Linked DNA regions of Mus musculus: region 1 is linked to region 2. A link is a contact called in public HiChIP or PLAC-seq data. All regions are on one chromosome and are shown on one strand. The core of a region is the stretch at or near the end of the contact, and the rest is flanking DNA. Distances in the headings are between cores, read along the strand shown. Region 1 has its middle 100 kb from the start of Gm5464. Region 2 has its middle 34 kb from the start of Stmn4.

Region 1 (6,083 bases), core at 1,308-3,807, 380 kb after region 2:
GTGAGGCCGTGTCCTCTGCCAACACTCATATAATGGGGTTTTCCCCAAAGTAAGGAGGGAATTGATCCAGTTACTGGATAGTAAGATACAATGAGTAGTTCCTGTAAAGGGGAATTTTTAAAAAGCATGATATGAATCTCTCTCTAAAGCAATTTAGCTCAAGTACACATAACAACCAAAAGAATTGCCAGGCTGGAATGTTGATTCTGTTGTTAAGAGCACTTGCTGTAACTGAGAGGCTCTACCCAGCAGCTGACAGAAACAGATGCAGATACCCACAGCCAAACATTAGACAGCGCTCAGGGACTCTTATGGAAGAGTTGGAGGAAGGATCGTAGACTTGAAGGGGGTCGGAACTCCACATAAAAACCAACAGAGTCAACTAACCTGGACCTTTGGGGGCTTTCAGAGACTGAAGCATCAACCAAAGAACATACATGGGATGGACCTAGCACCCCTGCAAACACATATGTAGTAGATATGCAGTTCAGTCTTCATGTGTGTCCTCCAACAACTGGAGCAGAGGGCTATCCCTAAAGCTGTTGCCTCTCTATGGACTACAATCCCCTAACTGGGCTGCTTTGCCTGGCCTCGGTGGGAGAGGATGCGCCTAGCCCTGTAGAGACTTTATATGCTGGTGTGGGAAGATGCCCAGGGGGATGGGTCTCCACCCTAGCAGAGGAGAGGGAGGTAATGGGAGGAGGGATTGTGTGAGGAGGGGACTGGGGGGGATATAAAATGAATTCATACATACATACATACATACATACATACATACATACATACATACATACCCTTGCTGTTCATCCGGAAGACCTGAGTTTCACTCTTCTCACCCACACTGAACAACTCACAACTGCCTGTAACTCCAGCTGGAAGAGGGGTTCTTATGCCCTCTTCTGGCCTCTTCGGTCACTGCACACACACATATGCATAACATTAAAAAAACATGAAATAAATCTTTTTAAAAAGAAGAATTGTAATCTTGTCCTCATAGAATTAGGTAAAAATATTAAACAAATTACAAAATAAGGAACCATTTCTTTTCCTTTATCCTCAACTAAAACGCCATGGTATAGGCTGAACATACCCAAAGGTACTTCTGTCCATCACTTTAATGTTTCAAACATGTGCTCTATGATTCTAAACTGAGCATGCATGTGTGTGTGTGCAAGAATGCACTCATTCCCACATGATCAAGTATGAGGACCAGGATTCACTCCCCACCATCCACTTAGGGAGAAAAAGCATGGTGGTGCCCGTTTGTAATTCCAGTGTTGGGCACAGAGAAAGACAGCAGGATCGCTGGGGCTTGCTAGTCAGCCAGACGGGACAACACAGCCAATTCCAAAGGAATAAAGCCTGAGTATGGCCTCCGTCTTCCACACAAATGCACACACATGGGTGCACATGCGCCTGCAAAAGAGAGGGAGGGAGGGAGGGAGGGAGGGAGGGAGGGAGAGAGAGAGAGAGAGAGAGAGAGAGAGAGAGAGAGAGAGAGAGAGAGAGAGAGAGAGAGATGATAAACTAAGTTCCAAATCCTGTCCATAGCATCAGCTCTATTCCTTCCTGCTCTGGTGTTTTCTGGGTCCTAAGCAATTGTCACCCATGGATATGCAGAGTCACCCATGGATATGCAGAGTCACCCATGGATATGCAGAGTCACCCATGGATATGCAGAGTCACCCATGGATATGCAGAGTCACCCATGGATAAGCAGAGTCACCCATGGATATGCAGAGTCACCCATGGATATGCAGAGTCACCCATGGATATGCAGAGTCACCCATGGATATGCAGAGCTGTAACAGCTCCTGCTTCTTCATATGCTTGGGCTCAGACTCCAGAGAACATCAGCAACACCAAAGGGCAGGCTGCTGAACTGAGCCTAAAACGAAGCAGGAACCATGCTAGAAAAGTTGGAAGCTGAGCCACAGAGAAGGCCTCTGGCTTGGCTGGACCATGTGTCTGGCCCTAGACAATTCCAGTTTCTATCAATCCAGTGTCTACTGATGGTTTATGATGAAAAGTGGGAAAAAAAATCATGGACTCTACGTTTCTGTCCAGAATAAACAGAGAGAGAGAGAGAGAGAGAGAGAGAGAGAGAGAGAGAGAGAGAGAGAGAGAGAGAGAGAGAGAGAGATTGGGGGAGAGAAAGGAGAGGAAGGAAAGGAAAGGAAAGGAAAGGAAAGGAAAGGAAAGGAAAGGAAAGGAAAGGAAAGGAAAGGAAAGGAAAGGAAAGGAAAGGAAAGGAAAGGAAAGGAAAGGAAAGGAAAGGAGAGTTTGGTATCTTAGTGAAGCAACCCGCTCTGACCCCAAATAAACAGACTCAAGACAGGAAGTTAGACCATTCTAGAGTCCTGGAAACCAAAATATTCCTCCCAATTTTTTAGTGGGACAGTGTCCACTCCTGTCCATGAGCTAGCATCCCTGGGGCATGAGGGACACTTCTGCAGCCTCAGGTCTGCAATTGGGCTATTTTTAAGTGATCCCAGAACTGTAGCATAACTACATTTCCAGATGTATTTAACAAACTGGAAAGAGGCAGCTAAATGATATATTGGGGTTTGATTTTCCCATTCCTGGCCCCCTGGAAACACCTGTGAAGGCAGGCTCCTGCTTCCATCAGAGAGCACCACGGTAAAGCTCATCCCCATGAGATGAGCTCTGTTCATGGTCTGTGGGTGTGGGTGCACTCTGGAGACTCCATCCTCCCACCTCACTCATTGCCCTGTGGACGGGGATGTATTCTGGGACCTCCATCCCCAGAGCAGCATTCAAGGCCTGTGGATATAGACTCATTCTGGGGCCTGCAGCACAATGACTCCCCACCAGGTCTCAGTGTTCTCCCTAGTGGGAGGGTCAGGACAGCAAGAGGGCAAAGTCCATTAAGAAGATGAAGAAGGGACACATGAGAGCGGGGAGGACCATCCTGCCTTGGAAGGCAGCTCATAAAGAGGATAAGGAGGCTGACACTTTCCAGACAATTCTTCCCAAATCCTCTGACACAAAGAAATGCTGTAAAGACCCTCAGGGTTTGTCCATGGAGCTTTCTGAGGTTCACCTATGGTGGTCTGGCTCCTGGCACCTTACTCAGTACCTCAGCCTTGAGACAGTCCTAGTTCAGCAATGACTTCCCAATAAAGAGGCTTCTCCTCTGCCTGCAGCCTTGCTTCTGCCTCGGGACATCTGGCAATAATCATTTCACTCATTTGCACTGAATGAATGGTGTCTTATTTCCTCCCTGTGTACAAAGCCTCAAGTATGGCCATTAGAAGCTCTCGTGTGTCATTGGATGTTCTGTTTTGCCAAGAAAGTCTTGTTCCCTGTTTTTAAGCTCTTAGAACAATCCCATTTTAGGATATCTTCTATCTGGGCTGGCTTTTCAACAGTTCGCAACACGTGCTTTTTTAAAAGATGACTTATCCTCAAGTTTCCACATTGGGCGCCTCTCTGGGTCTCCTTTTGGAATGTCCTTGTATCGCTATCCGATGTCCCTTCTCGTTCAGTTGAGAAGGCAGCAGTCCTCATGTCTACTAAGGTATTAACCACAATGATGCCAATGGTCAACTGCAAGGAAAGCTCTGGGGTGTTGGAATTCTTCTGTATCCTGTCTTGTGATGGGTTTCACGAGAGTCTAAAGGGAGGAGGAAATGAGAGAGAGCAATGGCGAGGGAGAATGACAAATCTTGCATGGGTTCTCTTATGTAGAATCCAGGTGTGTGTGTGTGTGTGTGTGTGTGTGTGTGTGTGTGTGTGTGTGTTTAACATGGTTGATATGGTATGGTAATGGTATGAAGTGGAATATCATGGAGTGGCATGGGAGGGGATAAAAGTAGAAGGGGGGGTAATTGTAGGAGAAAAGACCAGCAAGAAAAGGAAGCAGGGAGAGTAACATGTGGAGGGCAAAGATGAGCAAAGTACAGTGACAAACATGAAAAGAAGAAGGAGGAGGAGAAGGAAGAGGGGGAGGGAGAGGGAGAGGAAGAGGAAGAGGAGGAGAAATGCATGACAATATATTTTACTTTAAATCCCTGACCCCAAGTCTTATCCAAACTAATCAATTCACAATTTCTGGGTAGATACAAGTTATCTGTATTTTTCCCAAGTTCCCCCAAGGTTTCCGGAGTGCAGTCAAGGTCAAGAGCAGGAGTGTGAGTAATGTTTGTTCTACATAAAAAGCTGTTTTGTCAGCAGCTCGGTGTCCCGTTCCCAGAGGTAACTTCTGTCAGTCAGGACACACCTGCCCCAGCTTGGGCAAAGGACTGGCTTTGTGATCGTCTTCTCCAAATGACTTCCTTAGAGAACGTGGTTTCTGTCACTGTGCCCCAGTCAGGAACCCAGAAGTAGTCCCTAGAGACCCAGAATAGGCCAGGACCCTATGTTTCCAAACTCGCTGTGGGACCACCGTCTCTATAGATGATTAAAAAGCTAACAAACACCCATTGTTTTAAAGACTTGGGAGGACTTCCTGGTCTCGTGGCTTGTGGTTTTAGTCATAGTACTCAGGAGATGGAGGCAGGACTGCTGTGCATTTGGAGACAGGCTAAATGAACTATTCAACAAACCTAGAGAAGAAAGGGGACAGATGATCTGAACAAGCAAGGGTCAGCATTATGTGTCAATTTAACTTGTCCACAGGGTGCCCAGGGGGGTCACATGAGTGGGACTCACCCCATCTGAAGACCTAAACAGACAAAACACCCACTGACAGAAGCTTCTCCTTCCCATGTGACTTCAGGTGGAAACCTCAGCTTCTTCCTGTCTGCAGTCTCAAACCAACCATCCACTTTGCAGGTACAGAGCCTGCAGCTAGAACTTGTGTGAACAGACCTGCCAAGGAAGGCCTTGAGATCCTCAGCTTTCAGAGGGTTGGTTGAAATAATTCCCTGAAAAAAATAACCACACACACCCTCTCTCTTTCTCTCTCCTCTCTTATCTCTTTCTATTTCTCTGGTGAGTTCTGACTAATGAATATTTCTTACTTTTGGGGGTGAAAAACTTTTTATGGAGTGTGTGTATGTGTGTATGTATGTGTGTATGTGTGTGACTGTGTATACGTGTGAGTGTGTATATGTGCATGTGTGTATATTGTGCATATTGTGTGTGTATATGTGTGTGTAGATGAGTGTGTATATGCATGTGCATATATGTGCATATGTGTGAATGTGTGTGTATGTGTATATATGTGTGAATGTGTGGGTGTGTATGTGTAGATGAGTGTGTATATGCATGTGCATATATGTGCATATGTGTGAATGTGTGTGTATGTGTATATATGTGTGAATGTGTGGGTGTGTATGTGTGTGTATACATGTATGTGTGTGGGTGGGCATGGGTATACCTGTGCCATGATATGTGTGTAACTCACATGAATGTGTTCAGATCATCAAGCTTGGTTGCATGTGCCCCAACTGCTGAGCCATTAGCTTCCCTATGTTCCTCCAGCAGTTTCAGTAAAGTCTTGAGGAAACTAATACAATGTTCCAGGCAGAATATTAACACTGATCAGGTCAAGGTACAGAAAATCTCCAGCATCATCTCTTCCCTCTCTCCTCTGCCTCTTCCTTAGCTCCTGGCTGTGTTGTCTCCATTTCTAGAATTTTGTCATTTCAAAAATGGTATAAATGAAGTCACACAAAAGGCTACTTTTTAACCACTAAGTTACACCACTTTTAAAGTAACAAAAAGCTCTTTCCTGCACCTTTGTAGGACTAGAAAGACTGTGGTGAGGCTCACAGCCCTTCTGAACATATGTTCCAGCTCTGAGACACACCTTTCTTTATAGCAGCCATCATACACACACACACACACACACACACACACACACACACACACACACACACACACACACACACTAAAAGCAGGTCAGGCGACAGAGGGCACCTTCCCTGGCATTTTCCTAGGACTCGGTGATCCCATCTGCCTTAGAACAAACTTTGAAACCCTGTTCAATCAGAGCTTTACCACGGCTCAATTTCAGTTGTTCCAAACCTGTTAGAGTCTATGGGAAAGTGCGCCAGGCTGTCCTTCCTCTCCTGCTTTGGGCTCCTCTTCCACAACCCGAGGGTTGGGGCAGGAGT
Region 2 (5,682 bases), core at 2,738-5,237:
AATTTGAGGTCTCCCACATCTCTGTACCTGGGGCTGTGATCACTCACATTTGGCTCCAGAATGAACTATCTCTTGTTCTGTTGAGAGTTGTATTTGTATGCTGACTCGGACAGTCATCATGGTCAGCCAAGAGCTTGGTGGCAGTTGCTCCACTTGTCTTTCTTATCTTCCCGAGGCTAGGGCAGGTCAAATGGTTCCAACAGACCTTTCTGGTAGATTCCAGGGTCCCAAGCAGCAGCATCAGGAGGACTCTAAGTTCTTCCAGAGATGCAGGCTCATTTGTGTTCACCACTGTCCTGTTTAAAATAGTCAGGACATAGAGCCAGCCTAGACGCCCATCAGGAGAGGAGCAGATGATGAAAATATGGTTCATACATAATGGAATTTTATTAGGTCTTAAAGAAAGGCAAAAGCATGGCACTTGCTGGAAATGGATGAAGCTATAAATTATTATCGTAAGCAGAGGAACATCGCAGACCCAGAGAACCAAAGATTGCATGCTTTCTCTCATCATTTTTATGTGTGTGTCTCAGCGTAAGGGTGTGTGTATGGGTCATGGAACTAGAATGGGACCCACGAGAGGGGAAAAGATATTAAGGGAGGTTGAGAGAAGAGGAAGAAAGAGGATTACAGAACAAGACATGAAAGATGAGGGGACTGAGAAGGAGGTGGAGAGGAGAGAGAGATGGGGGAGGAGGAGGAGGGAGTAAGGGAGTCAGAGAAGGGGTGAGAGTGTGGAGGAGGGGGTGGGAAATGGGGCAGGGGAGGAGACAGGGACAAGGATTCACACATCAAAGTATGTCTGAGGATCCCATAGTGAGACCAATCACTTCGTATACTAACAAAACAAAACAAAACAAAACAACAAACAGATAAAATATAGTCAAACTAATGAAAAAGGCAAATAAAGGCCCTATCTCCTTCCCACGAGAAACTTCAAGGGCTGTGGCCTTTTCCCTACTGGAGCTCAGCTTCACTGGGACTGAATGATTGGCCTGAGTGCTCTCATTTTAAGAAAGGTCAAACCTCCTGGAGTTATAGTAACAAATGAAACAAACCAAACAACACACCATAAACAAGGGAAAGGCCTCAGGCAGCCCTCTGGGGACACCAACCTTTAAAACCAGCACAGGATCTGTGGGAGGAAATGTTGCTGAGGCACACAGTGGATGGATCAGGAGGATTTGCCTCTGGGGTTACTCTAGGGTTCTTTTTTCCTTGTGGGTGTTCCCCTTGCACTTTCTGTCACCTAGGCTGTGTGCATCACTGGGTGGCGGAGCGCATCGCTGTTGTATGTCTTGGAGCCGATGGTTCTTCAGACATTCTAGGGCACTGAAAGGGTTAAAGGAGAATTTTCCACCTCGGGGCACAGAAACTATTTGTGTTCAAAGATGTGTAAACACACGGGAAAAACCTGCACAGAGGCCTGCTAACTCCCCACTCCCCCCCCCCCCCGTGTGTGTGTGTGTGTGTGTGTGTGTGTGTGTATGTGATCTCAGAAGCCTAAGGCAGCCATGTGCCTTTGTGATCTCAGCATCCAGAAGACTGGGGCAGAGGTTCACAAGTTCTAGGTCAGCCACGGGGACAGACTGAGACCTTGTCCCTCTAAACCCCAACCCCCCCCCCCCCCGCCCAAACCAATAAGAATCGTGAAAAAAGATCAAAGCACCAAATAATGGCTCTCATTACACTTAGTTGCACAGGCAGGTGGGCTACTCTGAGAGAAATGGTAATTTTCATATAAAAGGAAAAGAAAACCAATGTCAATAGATTCTGCGGTGGAAATTCAAGAAGCCATGAAGCAAATCAAAGACAAGGGTAACAAGAACTAAGACACAATGTGGGCTGAGAGGAGGAAGAAAGAAACACAGAAATACTGACATTAGAGAATGCTGCACATCAGAATTCTGACATGCATAGGAATCAACATAGAAAAAACCAATTTTAACCATTGTGTAATACAAATTCAGAAATGTTTTTACTACAGAGGAAACAGGAGAAAGAATAATAACAAAATAAAGAGAACATATGTTAATAGTATCATTTTTCGATAGATGATAGGACTTTATCCTAAGCGAATAAGCATCCAGGGGAATTTATGGGCATTCCTCCCCACCACCCCAGGGCTCCGATTTTTAATTTCCCTAAGCTGGTCTGTGACAGTCTGGTGTATCTTCATATCTGATAATCACACTTAGCAGTTTTCTAGACACATTTTGCCATTTAAGTTTATGCAGTAGGGTCTTGCTACATCTCACAGGCTTATCTGCATCTCACTCATCAGGTGGCTTTCAATGCCAGTTCCTCCCTGTCTCAGCCTCTCAAGTGCAGGGGTTGCAGGTGAGGGTCTCCCCAGCTTCTACACTGCCATCTTAAAGCAAGTTGACAGTATTTAATGCACTTAAAGCAGGTCTCTGCTAGGAGTTCACACGGACTCCAATACATTTCTTAATATCAAACACATGTGTTTTCACATTCAAATTTTTATGTTCCCATCTCAGCTTTCTATCATGCTTTGAAGATTTGTCACTGTTTCCAGGACCCTTACTTTTATTAAGATAAGAACGGAAGTTTATTTTTGTAAAAATTACACACAGTCACTTTCCCTCGTGACCCCTCGTTCCCCCAAACCTCCCCCACTCCCTGAACCCCTTTTCTGGAGTTGATGATTGTTCATCTTGCTTTATTTTCTTGGCTTTGACTTTGGACCCCAGAGATCACAGGGAGCTAGCGCAGTACAGGAATATGACCAGCAGGTGGCGTTCGTACTGTTTCTACTACGGGAACCGCCCAGAATTCTCCAGGACAAATTTGCACAAAAGAGGCGACTGCAACCATAGCTGTTACAGTTGGTAATTAGGGATAAGGTTGCCATGGTGACGAGGGGTCTTGGGATGTTTATAGCTTTGCAAGAGCTGATGCCAATGAGCTATCGGATTGCTTCTTCCTTTGATGGTAATGGCAGGCAAACTGAGGTCATGCAAATGCTGTATGGTGCAGCCTGCTTAGGAAGCTATTCTGCTGCTGTTGTTATTTATGGGATAAAAGTATCCTGTTGAGAGAAACACACACACACACACACACACACACACACACAATTTGTATGCATGCACACAAGTGCACCATATTTATCTGACTTGTTTACATTTTCTGTATGTTTTATCTCCATTCCCCACATTTCTCAATGTGGTTTTCATTAAAATTCTCTGAGAAGAAAGGCTCCATTCATCTGACAAGCTCGGGAAATATTGCATGCTCATGCTTTAGAGGTTCACAGTGTACTTGAGCCAGAACGTCTTTGGATGTCCTATTTCACCTCCACACGCTCATTTGCCTCGTAAACCCACTTAAACAGACAATTCATTAACTCTCTCAGCTAATCACTCCTCATCTTCTCCTCAAGACGTTAATAGACATTCATTAAGTGTAGGTTTCCTTGTAGCCTTGCGCTCACATAAGTCTCTCCAGCAAGGCGTGGAGCTCTGATAAGCTAGCCTGTCAAAGGCTGTGTGGCCAAGACTCAATGGTTATTAATGGCTGCCTATGAACTCCTAAGAAATGGTTTCCAATTGAGCTATGTATCCATGGATACCACAGACTGAAATTATTCATTGTTAATGTCTTTATCCATCCATAAATTTTATTGGGTAAATGAGGCCACGCCCCAGACATGGCCCACAGCATTAATAAGTCATTTGTAGGTTAGCATAGTATTATTTTACATCTTGTCACATCGTTTCTGATGCTTTAAATTCAATCTTCTGCTAGTGTATTTTCCCCAGAGAGGCACCTCCTCTCCCATGAATAACCTACTTGTGATTGATCATAAAACAGAACTTATTAAAAGAGATTTTTAAAAACAACAACAAAAAAAAGGACTGAGAATTTGCTCACACATACTGCCTCTCGGGTGGGGGAGGGGAGTCACCCTCCCTGCACTTCATTGTGAAAAGGGAGGTCTGGTCCTCTCAAACTGTGGAAAGAACAATTGCCCTAGTCCACTAGGGCAGTGGCTGCCAACAGCTTTAGGAATGCACCAGTTGACACTCTTGGCTAGGCTGATAATGTTTTAGACCCACTCCAAATGTTGAAGGCGTTTCCTGTGACTTACCCCTCTTTACACTCCGGAAGGCCACTGGATTTTATTGCTAGGGGACCATGAGAGGAGCAGGAACATTTAAAAGACAGGCAACAGTAACCAAGTGTCCAGCTCCTTGTCAGTCACTTTGCTATTTATTGAATCCTTGATTAAGTTTAAGCCTTAAAGCCCACTAGATGGGTTTTACCAGCCCCATTTTACCAAGAAGAGATGAAGGCTGGAGGTGCCTTGCCTCATATGGGACAACTTGTAAAGTATAAATAAGGGGACATTTTTTGACTCTAGGTTTGTCCAAATCCAAAGTCAAACAAAGGCAGCAATATTTGTACAAGAATCAAATTATCCTCAAAAGAAATAAGGAGGAGGAAGAGGAGGAGGAGGAAGAGGAAGAGGAAGAGGGAAGAGGAGGAGGAGGAAGAGGAAGAGGGAAGAGGAAGAGGAGGAGGAGGGAGAGGAAGAGGAGGAGGAGGAGGAAGAGGAAGAGGAGGAGGAAGAAGAGGAGGAGGAGACCTAGGAGGAGAGGATCAGCTTGTTTCTTCCATGGGAGGTACATAATTAGTCAAAAGGGGAGGGTCCCTGGCTCTGGCCAACCCCTACGGTCTTCCACAACAGCCACTGTTCTATTTACCATTTGTGTTAGTTCCCTTTCCCGTTGCTGTGATAAAATACCCCAGCAAAGCAGTTTAAGGAAGTAGGGTCTGTTTTAGCCCTCACCTCCAGATCGTGGCCTATCACTGCAGGGAAGTCTGGAAGGCCGGAACTTGAGTTTGATAGTCACATTAGTAGTCATAGTCCAAAGCAGAGGGGAAGGACCGAAGGCATAGGTGCCACTGCTCAGCACACTTCTTCCTTGCTTACAGTCTCAGATTTCAGTCAGAGAATGGCCCCACCCCCTGTGGGCGTGTCTTCCTGCCCCATGCAATAAAGATAATCTCCATAGCACGCCCATCTTCCAGGTGACTTTAGACTGTCAAATTGACAATAAACACTGCCTGCTGTTGTTCCAAGCGTTTACTCCGTTACCAACTTGTCCCGCTTCTGTTGTGTGGGCTGAACTTGTATTGGCATTTATTCATATTTTTTAAAAACCCCTTCAGTCAATTTTACACTCATGGGTTCCTTTCGATCAAACCTCCAGTTATTTTAAAAGCTGGCAATTGCCGTCTACTTAGGATCTTTTCATTACCCATGACAGTTTGTCTTAGATTTCACTGATAATCAATGAGCTGCTCTTTTAAATACTTAGTGGATCAAATTAACGGCTTTAATTAACAACCTACATGAAAATCAATGACCTCCATATTCAGCTATTCCAAGTTTATCTGACTTGTTAGTCAGTAGGACAACACTTGCTTTTTGTTTTGTAACATGTATATTCCTTTAGATCACCGCACCTCAACCTTGCTAATGCTGCTACCCCCTTAATACAGTTCGTGCTGTAAGTGACTCCCCACCATAAAAATATCTCATTGCTACTTCATAACTGTAATTTTGCTACAGTTATGAATCATAGTGTAAATATCTGATATGCAGATGGGCTTAGGTGCCTTGTGAAACGGTTGTTCTACCATCAAGGGGTCCTG

The links. HiChIP or PLAC-seq counts read pairs in DNA pulled down with a chosen protein or histone mark.
Region 1: an H3K27ac HiChIP or PLAC-seq map of embryonic stem cells shows a contact between it and region 2, with 6 times the contacts expected there. The contact joins two enhancer-like sites. A contact is called at or near these places in 16 of 484 Hi-C or Micro-C datasets (the CH12 cell line, the Patski cell line, the STO cell line and 12 more) and 13 of 115 datasets of contacts at active chromatin or transcription factors (SST interneurons, acute myeloid leukemia, embryonic basal ganglia and 3 more).

Annotation. Positions count from the first base shown.
Region 1 is chr14:66,761,199-66,767,281 of GRCm38.p6, forward strand. It overlaps a transcript of Adra1a not described here. Among named protein-coding and RNA genes, the nearest start is that of Gm5464, 100 kb to the right of the region's middle. Within about 2 kb of position 2,558, at least 16 of the 459 cell types and tissues checked have an H3K27ac peak or open chromatin away from gene starts, as enhancers often do. A contact at or near this core is called in embryonic stem cells, where this site is marked.
Region 2 is chr14:66,375,279-66,380,960 of GRCm38.p6, forward strand. No RefSeq gene overlaps it. Among named protein-coding and RNA genes, the nearest start is that of Stmn4, 34 kb to the left of the region's middle. Within about 2 kb of position 3,988, at least 57 of the 459 cell types and tissues checked have an H3K27ac peak or open chromatin away from gene starts, as enhancers often do. A contact at or near this core is called in embryonic stem cells, where this site is marked.